2 separate regions of the Rattus norvegicus genome follow, and region 2 is linked to region 1. The links are chromatin contacts, called in public Hi-C maps. All regions are on one chromosome and are shown on one strand. The core of a region is the stretch at or near the end of the contact, and the rest is flanking DNA. Distances in the headings are between cores, read along the strand shown. Region 1 has its middle 760 kb from the start of Arrdc4. Region 2 has its middle 910 kb from the start of Mctp2.

Region 1 (6,627 bases), core at 1,945-4,444:
CACAATGTCTAAGGGGAGTGTTTGTACAAACAGTATTAATTTTAAAATCCTGTTTAAAAGAAAACTTCGTGGTGGGGGGGGCGGGGACAAAGATACTTTAGGACTACCATGATTAATTTAAAAATGATCATGGGCACTGGGATGGATTAGTTCCTAGCTTGGAAGGATGCATTTAGTTCACAGAGAAATTAAAATATTTTGCGAAGCGGAAGGAAGGAAAAGGCAAGTAAAGCAAACAGCCCTCACCGTATAGCAAACTAGGAGAAAGAATGGTCCTCGTGGTGATCAGAGCACTGGTGACTCACCTTCCTTAGATAATTTGCCTGAGAACTTTCCCCAGCTCCATTTTCTCAGCCAAGTTTGTGGTTTCTGATCCTCCATCGTCTCGACCCTACACTATCAGAGAGTATTTGGAGAGATGATTGATCACTGCATTTAAACTAGCACTTTTGCCAATAAATAATTGTTTCTTGATTAATAACTAGGATTTAGTTCATACTTTCTATTTTCTTCATATAGAGCCAGGGAACCTCATAATCTGCCAAGATCCCCAAATTAACCTGAAAAGTGCTTACAAATTCTCAGTTCAGTTATGACCCTTTCTGATGTCGGCCACTAGGAGGCACTGCAGCCTGCTTTATGAGGAACCTGGGCTCTGGTGAAGTGAGTGTTACACACAGCCATGGCTCCAGTGTCATTCCCTATTTAATGGCTGTCAGTGAGGGGGAAAGACAACGTGGCGGGTAATTAAAACCAAATTGCAGGCAGGAGATGACTGCACAAGAATGATATTGTCATTAATACTGATTTAACATGCACCTGGGTAAGGTGAGGGAGCGCGGCAAGGGAATTCACACTGAAGCCAGGGTTGCCTGATTTAAAGATGTAGTATTTCCAGCTGAAGCATGTTTAAAAACTGAATAAAACCATCATATTATGACAGTAGAAATAAAACAGAAACAAATGTTCTACATATGTCTGAGGAAAGGGAGGGGGAAAAAAAAACCTCCATTTCTTCCAGCTTCGTGGACCAAGTGTGTTTCTTGTCATCTGAAGTTCAAAAGTAATTTTGCTCACCAGTTTTCTATCATCATTGGCTCGGCCTGTGTGGGTTTTGTATCTATCCGTGGAGTTTTGTTTGTACTGTGGAAAAAGGACATTGAAGCAAACATTGCCGGGCCGAACACACACAGAACGACAAATATGTTACGAGAAAGGTATTCAATCATATGGACATTTTAGGGGATTTACATGGCGTGTTCATGTATTTTCCACTCACAATGAAAACCCTACTGCCATTAAGGTTTATAATGGAATCATAAATAAGTAAATAAATAAATAAATAAATAAATAAATAAATAAATAAATAAATTCAATCTTGCTTATAGTACAATGTTTTCTGAGTTAAAATTTCAAACACAGAGCAGGCTTATTTACAACCCGATGTCCTTAAAATTATTTATTTTTGGAGTTTAAAAAGATACCTACAAATCATAGAAAACAGTCACTAATCAGTCTCAATTAAGCATTCTGCTTAATTTAAGACAAGTGAGCGATCGGCAGTCCTAGGAAGTATGCTCCTGACCGATATATTTCCGTGCTGAGAGGTTCAGTCGAAAACGTACAACTGTCCCTTCGGCAGAAGAAAAGGCCCACTTGTTCAGACCATGCACAAATTAAAACATCTTATTTAGAGGGTTATGAGGCATTTCAGGGAGAAAATGCACCAAAGTTAAACTTGTTTATGGAAGGGGATAAACGGTTGTAGTTTAAGCCTGTGCCTGGAAGGTCTGTGCTGACTGATAAATCTCCTTCCGGTTTCACCTTAAGTGAAACGTGTGCATTATAGAAGTGGTTATCCTTCTGCCTGGCGCCAAAAGAGATGAATCATTAGGGATGTCACAGAGATTTATAATCACACCATAAAGAAAGTAAATTCAAAGTGCATTCCTTTGGCAATAAAGAACATATTAGAGAGAGAGAGAGAGCTCACTGGACAAGGTCAGATAGGGAAAATGATCAAATGGTGTGGCTGCTGGATCTAGACAATAAGACTTGTTTTAATATCCTAATCATGATTTTTTTCCCACAGTGCTTTGCTATTAACACTTTTAATGGGTTTCACATTGGCAGACCTTTTCTTTCTATATTTATTTGTTGGTTTGCTGTTTCATTCCTCCGTTCTGAGCCATGATAATTAGACTGCAGAGCCGGTAACCGTGCAAAGAGCAAAAAAACCTCATAATATGGCAAAAATTAAAAAAAATAAGTAAATAAAAAAAAACCAAGGTAAGTGGGAACTGTCATCCTTTTAAAGAACTGTTCTACTATTGCAAGATTAGTTCTGCTGTTGGTGGCTGGTTTTTAAGAGGATAAAGTTAAAGATGCAGCCAAAAAGAACTTTATTTCACTTGCCCTTTCGAAAATGTCAAAGAAATTCTCCAATAAGGAGACTTTCTGAATCTGGGACTCTTGCTGGCTGGTGACCCAGCTCAGACCAGGCGCTCTCTGACACCCCACCTCCAGGCAGGAGAAGCTGCCCTTTGGATGCCAGATGGAAATTCGTTTTCAAAATCTGTCCACACATCTGAACTGCAAACCTGTGCAACGCCTATCTCCACGCGAGTCTGAATTATCTGGGACCCGTGGCTTTTATGAGAGGAGGGGAAAGGCCCGCATGGTCTCCGAGGAGAAATTCGGAGACAAGGAGTATCCTTCCATTTCAGCCAGTATGAGAGAGCAGAGCATCTGAAAAGCCCTGTTGTTAAGGAGACTTGCTGACATGAGTACGAGGGAGAATTATTTGAAGGGAAGGGGATGCTTTGTGATAATGAATACTGACTTAGGAACGGCTCTGGCCGGCAGGTCCTCATGTTCTACGTGGTCGGCGCCAGGGCACATGTGTTGGGGACATGCACAGTAACTACGGCTTGCCTTCCGATTTTCACCCCATTTACTTTGCGATGGGACCTGGCATTCACCGTCTTCTGATTGGTTTTCCCAGGTTGCCGGTGTAACAAATATAATTTTTCAGCAAGATGGCTGCTGCCACAAGCGGGCTCAGAAATGTCCATTTTAATTAAACATTTTACTTTCAATTACGTTTCACAGTTTGCACATGGTGACACGGGCTTTCATCACATGGACTTGCAGGCAGCTATATTACTACTGTTTGCCTAGGCAGGGAAAGTTCTGTTAGGGGGAAATGACTCACATATGAAAAAAACAGATTTTCTTTAACTTGATCTGTGCAAGGCTAATTTTAAAAGGGAGGAGGAGGAGGAGGGGGAGAAGGAGGAGGAGGAAAAAGAAAAGAACGGCAGTCCCATGTTTAGACTTCTGACCAGACTCGTGTGCTCATTGTCAGGATTCCTCACAGTCCTAAAGCAAAAGTAGCCAGTCTGTGGTTATTCAGTGGGTCCCTAACAGTTGTCAGCAAGGAATTTGCCTTCAAAATCTGTGAACGCCAAAGTCAAAAATATAATTTTCACTAAAACCAGTCTCATAAATATACGTGTCCTCCCTGTAAACCGGACTTGACCCTTGTCACCCAGCTTATAGATTAAGGCCCAAATTCACATGGAGGAACGTTTTCTCACAAAATGATCCATAAACGCATATTTCAAGAACCCTTTTGAGATGTTTCCAGATTAGGAAAATATCTGGAGTGCAAAAAAGACCGGAAGCTCATTCGCGGCTTGCTCTGAAGCACAAACTCGAATAATTTTCCTTCCCAAGAAAGAAGGGAAGTTTCTGTGGGCTCATGGTATACAGCTTTTAATTCACAAAGAAACTTGGAGAAAGGTGTAGCCCAGAACATCAGGGTTTTTTGTTTTGTTTTGTTTCAAAAGGTATGTCCGAGAGGGTATCAGTGAAGGGGAATTGATTTATAAACAGCAATTAATGACATTTAAATTAAATATCTTGGGGAATCATTGACACCAAGCTGAAATTGCCTTATGCTAATGTTCTTCAGTCTGAGGTCCCTACAAGTAACTTCAATATCAACTTAATGGCTTAAGTAACAAGGGCAGGAAGTGTGCACAGGTGAGGGGAGGTTTAACCTGAGCCCCTCAGCTCCACTATTTACCACTGCCTTTGTTTGTTCTCAGTTATTCTGACATGATTACCACATGTACATATCCTCTTTCCCAGTTCCCCTCCCTCCTTCATCCCTCTCTTTCCCCTGCCCTCTGCTCTTTCCTTCATCATATATATATATATATATATATATATATATATATATATATGTATGTTTGCATTTAATTCTTAGAAGAACGCTTTAAGACAATATCTTCAAAGAATGTGGGTTTCTAAATTGACAGAATTACAGAATTTACCTGTGCCACCAGTGAATGGGGCTGATGTTAAGATCACACTTGGCCTTTGCCATGGAAAGGTTTTTAAACCTACATTCACAAACAACAACAGCAAATAATTGTTCTCTCTCTTTCTCTCTCCCTCCTCTCTCTCCTCTTCCTCCTCCTCCCTCCTCCTCCTCCTCCTCCCTCCCTCCCTCCCTCTTTGAACAGTAATTCTGGGGACAGGCATGTAAAACGATGCTTACTTTTTCCTAAATGAAAGGGCTGAAGTCCTTAGGTGAACTCTCACTCTGGGGCTGCCTGGGTACAGATAAAGTTTAGCCTGTCGGACTGAGCCAGGATTTCTTACACCTCCCACAGAGTTCTATGTGAAATGAAGAGATAGATAAAATCTCCCCTTTACAAAATGAAGGGTGCTTCTGCACTAATTCCAGCAGAAGGGGAGAGGCTTATAAATTCAGCCAAACATCAAGACTATCTAAGAAACAAACAAACAAACAAACAAACACACGAGGGCCACACAGTGAAAGCTGCTGATCCCCTAGGAAAACCATGGCAAACTCATGCTGCAACCATTTAGCTTTGTAGGCAGACACCTATAGGCGCATGCCCGTTTAGAAGGGGAAAACGCCTTTGGAAATGACTGCCCGGTTTTGGAATTTGCCTATCCATCAAAAGATAGACTTCTGGTAACTTAATAAACACATATTCTCCTTGTCATTCTCATTGTTAATGTCTTTGTTGCTGTCATTGTAGCCAACAGATAGGCTCTGGTAACAGAAATCTAGGATCTGAGCTATTTCCCATCCCTTATCCAGAGTGAACCAGGGCAGGTAAGTTGCTGCTCCGGGCTACCTTTTCTCTTCTATAATATTCTGATCACAGTATGTCTGTGGAGGTAAGTGAGGATTAAATAAGCGGATGCATATAAAGTACCACCGCACCTAGGCCGTGGCCAGCAGTTAACACTCAATAAAGGGCACCCAATTGTTATGCAGAAGTAGAGCGGCATTACAACTTCTAAGAGCAAGCAGGTACTGTAAGTCTGCTGATTTATGAGTCAACAGTTATGGAACCAGAGTACACACCGAGTCTGGAGTTTGGCATGCGAAAGCTTTCAACTGAAAATTTAGAATTAATTAAGTACTGCTCCTGAACTTGCCTTAGACTGCTAACGTTAGGGTCCAGGGTAAGGGTTGCAATCGATATCCAATTTACATCTATACAGCTTTGTAAAAGCGTGATAGGTAGCCCTTCCCCAAAATGTTTTCTACTTTGCCAGTTTTTGTGACCAGTGATGCTATAAATAATTGTAGCCATGCCATTGAGATGAGAATCCAGGAACTGAACGTCTACGTGATCTGGTTGGTTTATATTTAACTTTTTAAGAATTCCCCAAACATGTTTCAGCCATTGCCATAGCACTCTACATTTGTGTGAGAGAGGTCTGAGTGTTCTTGCAGTGGTAAGGACCTTTTCATGGGTTCTCGGACTTCCAGGCAAACGTTTATTGCTATGTTACTATTCGATTTTCTTTCACTGCTGAATTGAAAGAAACCTTTATGTGCTTCAAGTTATCAAAAGTCAGACATATACTTTTAAATCATTTGATGATAATGTACAGATATACGCTCCCTTTGTAGACTCTTCGTTGTCTTTTCGTCTTTTCTAAAGTAAAAAAAAAATCTGAATTTCAGTGCAGTCCAACTAAGAGTAGTTTATGTCTTAGCAACATGTATAATTCAACAAAAAAAATATTTTTCAACGCTTCTCTTACACCCCATTGTCCTTTTCGAGCTGGGTATTGTGAAGTAAATGTGAAATATATTGTCTGCATTCAGTGCGTAATTGTCTTAGCATCATCTATTCAAAAGGCAGTCCTTTTTTTTATTATTGAAATACCTTGGCATTTTGCTGAAAGGAATATCAATTGACCCTAGATGTAAACATTTGTTGAGAGAACCTCCCATCTGTTCTAATCATCTAAATCCTTATGCTTGATCAACATCACCGATTAATCTGGATTTATAACAATTTTTTTGCAAGGTAATCAGAATCCCGGAGTGCTGAACTAGATTCCCTACCTTAATCCCAGGGATGAGGACTGTGACGAAATTTCACTCTCTTGCTATGGTACTCGGCAATAGTGATACCGGATATGCAATTAAGATGATTCATCTGTGGGCTTGGTTAAAAAGCAATCCAATCTCATGCATGCATCAAGACCCGAGTTTCATTGACATACAGGAAGGGATATCCTGAAATGTTTCCTGGTGAGCAAGATGTACCCCACAGTTGCTTCAGA
Region 2 (6,627 bases), core at 2,074-4,573, 2.0 Mb after region 1:
AAGTAAATGTCCTGCTATTTAAATAAGGAAAAACTCTTACATTGTACACTTTTACAATCTTAGCCAATTTCCACTTAAAAGGAACGCCCATCCATTTTCATGTGCTACAGTTTGTTTCTTGCCTCAGCAAGTCTCGTGGATCCCAGCTATTGCTGGGACATTGTGCACCCACATTTTTCAGGAAATCAGGTTAACTATATTTTCCAGTCGTGCTCCATTTCATCTTTGGTTGTATGTACTGAGCATTAATGCACCTGAACACAATGAAGTGTGATTGTCCTCCTGATAGGACAAGCATGCTAATGCTCAAGAATTGAGAAAACTGTGGCTTTGCTTCTAAGCCAAGGGCAGGAGATAAAAGAGTAGGAACCAGTTTAAAAAGCACTTCTAAAAATTGGAGGCATTGGCCAACCAAATGCTAGAAAGAGTACTTTTTAAACAGTGTATGGTCACTCAGCACTGACTCCCCAAAACGTAGATTAACCCACCAACGAAGACTGTCCCATACAGATGGCTGTGAACACTGTTAAGAGAAACATTGAGGGGATATCTCTATGTGAACTCCATATTTGGAAAATCAGCTATTTGGTGATCTAAAAAGCTTCATCTCAACTTTGTTTCTCACAAGTGCCCAAGCCAGAAAGCAAAATCACCACAAAGGAGCTTCCAGTTTCCAGCTTATGTTTCCCATCTTTAGAGCTTTGAAAAACTGAATTTATCTATATGTGATTAACCCATTACTGTGCCCAGTCCAAGTTGTCTGAAGAGGACCCTATGGGCCATTACCTCATTGTTTATTGTGGTAAATTATGAACATATGGATTAACCTTGAACAGTTCTTACCTGTTAGTCACTGTCACTTTGTTCTTTCCCCTGTTGTGAGTGTTGACGGAGTTTCTAAGTGTCCAGTTGGTAAAGCAGTTTGTAATATAGAACAGTTGATATGCTCCTATTTGCAGATGTTTTTCCTTCTTTTTAAAAGGTATTTTTTAGTAACTAATGAATTTGCTTTATATTCAGATCTCAGTTTCCCCTCCCTTCTCTCCTCTCAGTTCCTCCCCTTTATCTCCTTTCCTTTCTCCTCAGAAACGGGGAGGTCTCCCATGGATATCAACCTACCTTGGCCTATCAAGTTGAAGTAAGTCTAGGACATTTTCTCCTTTTGAGGCTAGACCAGGCAGCCCAAACAGGAGAAAGGGGTCCAAAGGTAGGCAACAGAGCAGAGACAGACCCTGCTCCTGCTATTAGGGGTCCCACATGAAGACCCAGCTTCACAACTGTTATATATAGCGGAAGGCCCAAGTCTAATCCATGTATGCTTTCTGTTGCCCGTTCAGACTCTGTGAGCACCTATGGGCCCAGGTTAACTTATTCTATAGGTTTTCTTGTGGTGTCCTGACTCTTCTCGCTCCTTCAACCCTTCCTCCCCCTTTTGCACAGGGTTCTCCAAGCTCTGTCTAAATTTTGGTCGTGGGTCTCTGCATCTGCTTCCATCAGTTGCTGGGTAAAGCCTCTCAGGTGACAGACTAGGCTCCTGTCTGCAAGCATAGCATAATATTATTAATATTATTAATCAGGGCAGGAATGGGTTCTCTCTCATGGCATGGGTCTCTAGCTGGCCACTCCCTCAGTTTCTGCTCCATATTATTTAAACTGGCACATCTTGTAGGCAGTACAAATTATAGGTTGAAGGTTTCGTTGCTGGTCTGGTGTCCCAATCCCCCAATGAAAATTTTGCTTAGTTTCAGGTTCTGTACCCACGGTTGCTATGAGTCTTAGCCAGCTTAACTTTCAAAGATTCCTGGGAGTTTCCATTGTCCCAGGTTACTAACTCAACCTGGAAATCCACAACCTCCCCCATTGTAGTAGTCTCTCTCAGTACTCTTTCCCTCTTTCTTCCCTCACTTGCTCCCTCCTATTCCCATCCTCACCTGCTCTCCTACTCAGTCCCCTCCCTTCATCTAGACCCAATGTCTATTTTATTTTCCCTTCTCAGTAAGATTCAGGCTTTCCTTCTTGAACCCTCCTTGTTACTTAGTTTCTTTGGGTCTGTCAATTGTAGCATGTTTATACTGTACTTTATGAGTCATATCCACTTATAAGTGAGTATATGCCATGTTTGTCTTTCTGTGTCTGATTTTTCTCACTAGGGAAGATCTTTTCTAGTTCCATCCATTTCTCAGCAAACTTCATGCTCTCATTATTTTTAATAGCTGAGTAATATTCCATTGTATACATATACCACATTTTCTTTATGCATTCTTCTGCTAAGGGATATCTAGGTTGTTTTTAATTTCTGGCTATTACATATAGAACTTACAGATACATTTCTAAGCCTTCTCAGTTTTCAGAAGACAGTGGAAAAGTAACAAGAAGAATAACAATTATAAACACTCTGTATCCCAATAATCATTATACTTTAATTCACAAAGTCTGGCTTTGTCATTACATGATAAAAATATTGTGCATGCAATTGAGGTAGTTTTTATACAATCCATTTGGTCACAATTACATATCTAAGAATAGTTAGTCATTCTATAGAGTGGAGAGATATTGAGGTCCTGAAAGTGAGAACTACAACTATTCCATTAGCCTAAACTGTGGGAAAGAAAGAAAAATCAGGGGAGAATTGGGAGTTATGAGATACTTCAAATGGAAAAACACAATAGACATGAGGTACTCACTAAGTTCACAACATCAGCAAAAATATTATTCCTGCAATTATTTTACAGAAGGAAACCCTCAGATTCACTCAGAAAGCAACATAGCCAGAAGGGCATATCTGGCTTGAGAAAAAATGATCATTCTAACTTTTCTCCAGTCAATGCAAATGATTGATGTTTGGACAATGATGGTTGGGGTACCAGCTGGTTTGGGATTGGAGCGCATAGCATTTGTAAATTGGATCATAAACAAAGGCAGCTTGTGCTGTAAGTGGACAGCTGATGAAGACAAGAACATAGTAGAAATCACAGTACTTAGGGTTCAATTTTTGTCTAGAGACACAGAAGAGGTCTATCTGTGTCTATATGGTAGCTAAAGCGAAGAGAATTTTATAAAAGTCAATAGAGATAACAGCTTCTTATACAAAAGAACAGTCTTCAAATGTGTTAGAAAGGCAAAAGAAGAGGGTTATCAACACCATAAAAAGTTTTATTCGTTTCTTTACTATTTTAGTAGTGGGGATTAAAATACAATTTTTGCCTAGGCACTATTCCAAAATAAACTGCATAACTAAAACGTTTTGTAGAGTATTAATGGGTGTGACTCAGCAGGCATGGAGAGAAGGTCTATGTTTAGTTATAGACTAAGCTAATACTTAGCTAAAACTAAGAAGCCCAGGTTTGTTACCATTTTTTATTGGGTTAAAAACGGAGAAGGACTCAGCGTGACACAGATCTTAAATGGATGTGACTGTGGAATTCAGATTTCTTGGGACGTCTTATGAAAGTAAAATTGCTAGGGAGCACAGCACTGATAAAGATGGAGTAATAGTGAAATGTGAAAGATGTCAGAGCAACTTTATGGGTCAAAGAGAGCCTTAGATCAAATTAAGGCAGGTTAACCAAAGATCAAATTAAGGCAGGTTAACCAAAGATCAAATTAAGCCAGGTTAACCAAAGATCAAATTAAGCCAGGTTAACCAAAGATCAAATTAAGGGAGGTTTTTAAGGATAAGAGGCAGGGCTTTCAGTTAAAAATAACTAAATGAGGATTAACAGGATTGAGGGCCAGTACAGTCAGACACTGAAAAAAAATAGTTTTGTGTTGTAAATTAAGACTTTGCAATCCCAATAAATCAGAGGTCTCTTTCTGATACCAAGGGAATCTGCTCAGGTACAGGGGTAGAGAAAGACTCAGTGCTGTGGGATTGTAGACCAGAAACAACTGATTGTGCTGTTACTAGAAGTGGGAGCTATGCTACCTTCAATCCAGGATGATCAGTGAGCTAATCTGTCCGGTGAAGAAACATGTTAAGTCTTCAACTCAGAATTTGAAAAACCCGGACGCCAGAATGCCACCACTCCCCTAAAGAGAGGCTTGTGGCAACTGGAAACAGACCAGAAAATTGTAAATTGTAGACAGGAGGTCATGGTAAGTGTTAATGTGTCTAGAGAGATGCCAGGAGTAAGAAAGAATTGTGGCTTGACCAAAGGCTCCCAGAGAGACTGGGGAGGAGAAGCTCAAAAGCACATCCGGTCATTTGATTACTCATGTGTTGAGCAAAGTTTATGACCGAGGAGTCTGAAGATATATGACCTGCTGGTGGCAAGAGCTGTACCAGGCACTAGAGATACAAAACTCATTAAGGAAAGTCAAGCCCAGAAGTTCACATTTTAGTTGTGATCATGAGAATGAAAAGTCTAAATGTAGTGAAATAAATGATGTCTTCAAGATGTGCTCAAGCAGTCGATCTTTACCTTCTGCTGTCTGACTTTAGTGGGAACTCCCACCATATCTATGTCTCATGGTTCAAACTTCTTCAGTCTTGTTTCTTTTAGCACACTTTTCTGACAATACCAACTTGGAATCCTTTCATTCTTTACAATCAGGCTTGAAGAGGTAGAATGATATCTGATACCTACTCCACTTAGAAACTGATTTCTCATTAGCAAACTTTTTATAACAATATATGTTAAATTTTTGAGCTGACATTATACTACAGAGCTGGTTTTATAAGCAATGAGGGTAGTATTAATATAGCCTCCATTCTCCATCCAAGGCCAAAGTGTCTGAGGGGGCTAAATATTTCAAGAAAAGTCCTATTAATAAACAAGGGCTCATAGAAAGCTAAGTATATAGATTCCACATAGTGGCCTCATTGCTCTGTCTCAGGCTATGGCAGGGACTTCAAGTGCTTGGACCACTCATTGAGTGCTCAGGAAACAAACATACTTTTGTACTTTGAATTAACTGATGGTACATGCATTGCCCATTGTAGACTTAGGCAGCTACTTGGATATCTAGCATAGAGTATAATAAAGAATAAAAGTAGGAAGTATAAAAATCATGGCAGATATGTCCAGTTTTTCTGAATTTCCTCAGGAATCCCCATTGTCATACTAATGTGGTGCTATTGGGAAAAAGAGAAAGCTTCAACGTCAATCAGAGGCAGCAGAGATAAGAACTATAGGAAGTAAAATCATTCTTCATGGTAACCAAACAATGGCTTAGGAAAAGGCAGCCGGATAGAAGGAACAGGATGTGGGCAAAGGAAGTCCTGCTTCCTTCTGTGTTTTTGAAGTATATAATTCTCAACTTAGTGGGGTGTGGGGTAGAGTTCCTGGCCTCACTTGTCACACGGAACTGGCTGCTTTTCAGGTTTAAAGCATCTATAATGCCTAGATAAGTCCTGGAAGTCCAAGAAAAGAGAAAGCGAAGTAAAGCCTGCCTATTTCCTGACTGCCTCTTGAAGAGAAAGGAAAGATGAAAAGGGTAGCAACCACTGTCTCTTCCTATTGGTAAAGCACTGTGTGCTCAATCCAGAAGCTCTGAAGTCAAGCCAGATGCTCCCGTCGACTCAAATCTTGGTAACATGCACCCATCCATTTATCCATCCATTTATCCGTCCACCTAACCACTGACCCACCCACCCATCCATCCACCCAGGCATTCATTTAATTTAAATCCAATGGTAATGTCCACAAAGTAGATCTACTCTTGCTTCCTGCAGGGTCAGAGCATCTCAGTTTTCATGCAAAGGGTTACCAGTCCTAGGGCAAATCTCTGAGATTCAGATTAAACTTATAAGTATCCAATGAAGTCCAATGACCATTTTCGTAGACTTTTAAGTTGGTTGTGTATATAAAATTAGGTTCATTAGGCACTTGGGCATTAGAACACTTAAAAGAATCCATTGACAAGAGAACTGACTGACCTTCAGTGCTGGGGCCTGGTGAATAACTGGAAGAGATCACATGACTAATGCATTGCCAATAAATCATCCTCCAGTGACAGGTAAAAGGCATCTGATGTTCAGATCTTATCTCTGGGAACACCATATATTTATGAGTGTTTATTTCATTAGGCCATTACCAGGGACAGAAAAAAAGGGCACATTTTATGGGTTTAAAAATTCCCACAAGAGTCACAAACTGAGAAATTAGACATGGAAAAACCATGATCTGTTCCTTTGGAGAGAACTGGTTCCTTTGGACTTAGGTTTTCTGACCCATTCCATCCCCCTTCAATGGAATTTTATCCAATGTAGTCTGTCTCAAGTCTAGGGAGATTTCCCTCTTCCTTCGAGGTGTTTCCAAGATAAAATATTTTTCTAATATGTAGTCTAGTCTAAATTGTTGTCTCATGAATTCATAAAAAAATAACATTTGATCTAAACATGCCTTAAGTAACAATCTTTTGTTGTTGTTGTTTTAAATGGGGGAACTCAGGCTTTCTGAAAACCTGTATTTCCAAAGGGTAAAAATGCCCCTATAAAAGGCATTATAGTTCAGTAAAAAGAAGGATTGAGACATATTGCTTTTTCTTGAAGTCTGCCCATGAGAAGCAATGCAGATCTCATTTAGAACATGTTATAGTGATAAAAATTCAGCATACAAAAGAGGGTTAGGTAAACTTCTAATGGGCACTAAAACCCCCAAAGGAGATCCACTCTTTAAACTTCCA

The links. Hi-C and Micro-C count contacts between places; a contact is called where the count stands out from the background.
Region 2: a Hi-C map of the A7r5 cell line shows a contact between it and region 1, with 6 times the contacts expected there. The contact joins two enhancer-like sites. A contact is called at or near these places in 7 of 12 Hi-C or Micro-C datasets (the A7r5 cell line, frontal cortex, hepatocytes and 4 more).

The regions. Positions count from the first base shown.
Region 1 is chr1:132,553,392-132,560,018 of GRCr8, forward strand. No RefSeq gene overlaps it. Among named protein-coding and RNA genes, the nearest start is that of Arrdc4, 760 kb to the left of the region's middle. Within about 2 kb of position 3,195, at least 2 of the 93 cell types and tissues checked have an H3K27ac peak or open chromatin away from gene starts, as enhancers often do. A contact at or near this core is called in the A7r5 cell line, where this site is marked.
Region 2 is chr1:134,503,773-134,510,399 of GRCr8, forward strand. No RefSeq gene overlaps it. Among named protein-coding and RNA genes, the nearest start is that of Mctp2, 910 kb to the right of the region's middle. Within about 2 kb of position 3,324, at least 6 of the 93 cell types and tissues checked have an H3K27ac peak or open chromatin away from gene starts, as enhancers often do. A contact at or near this core is called in the A7r5 cell line, where this site is marked.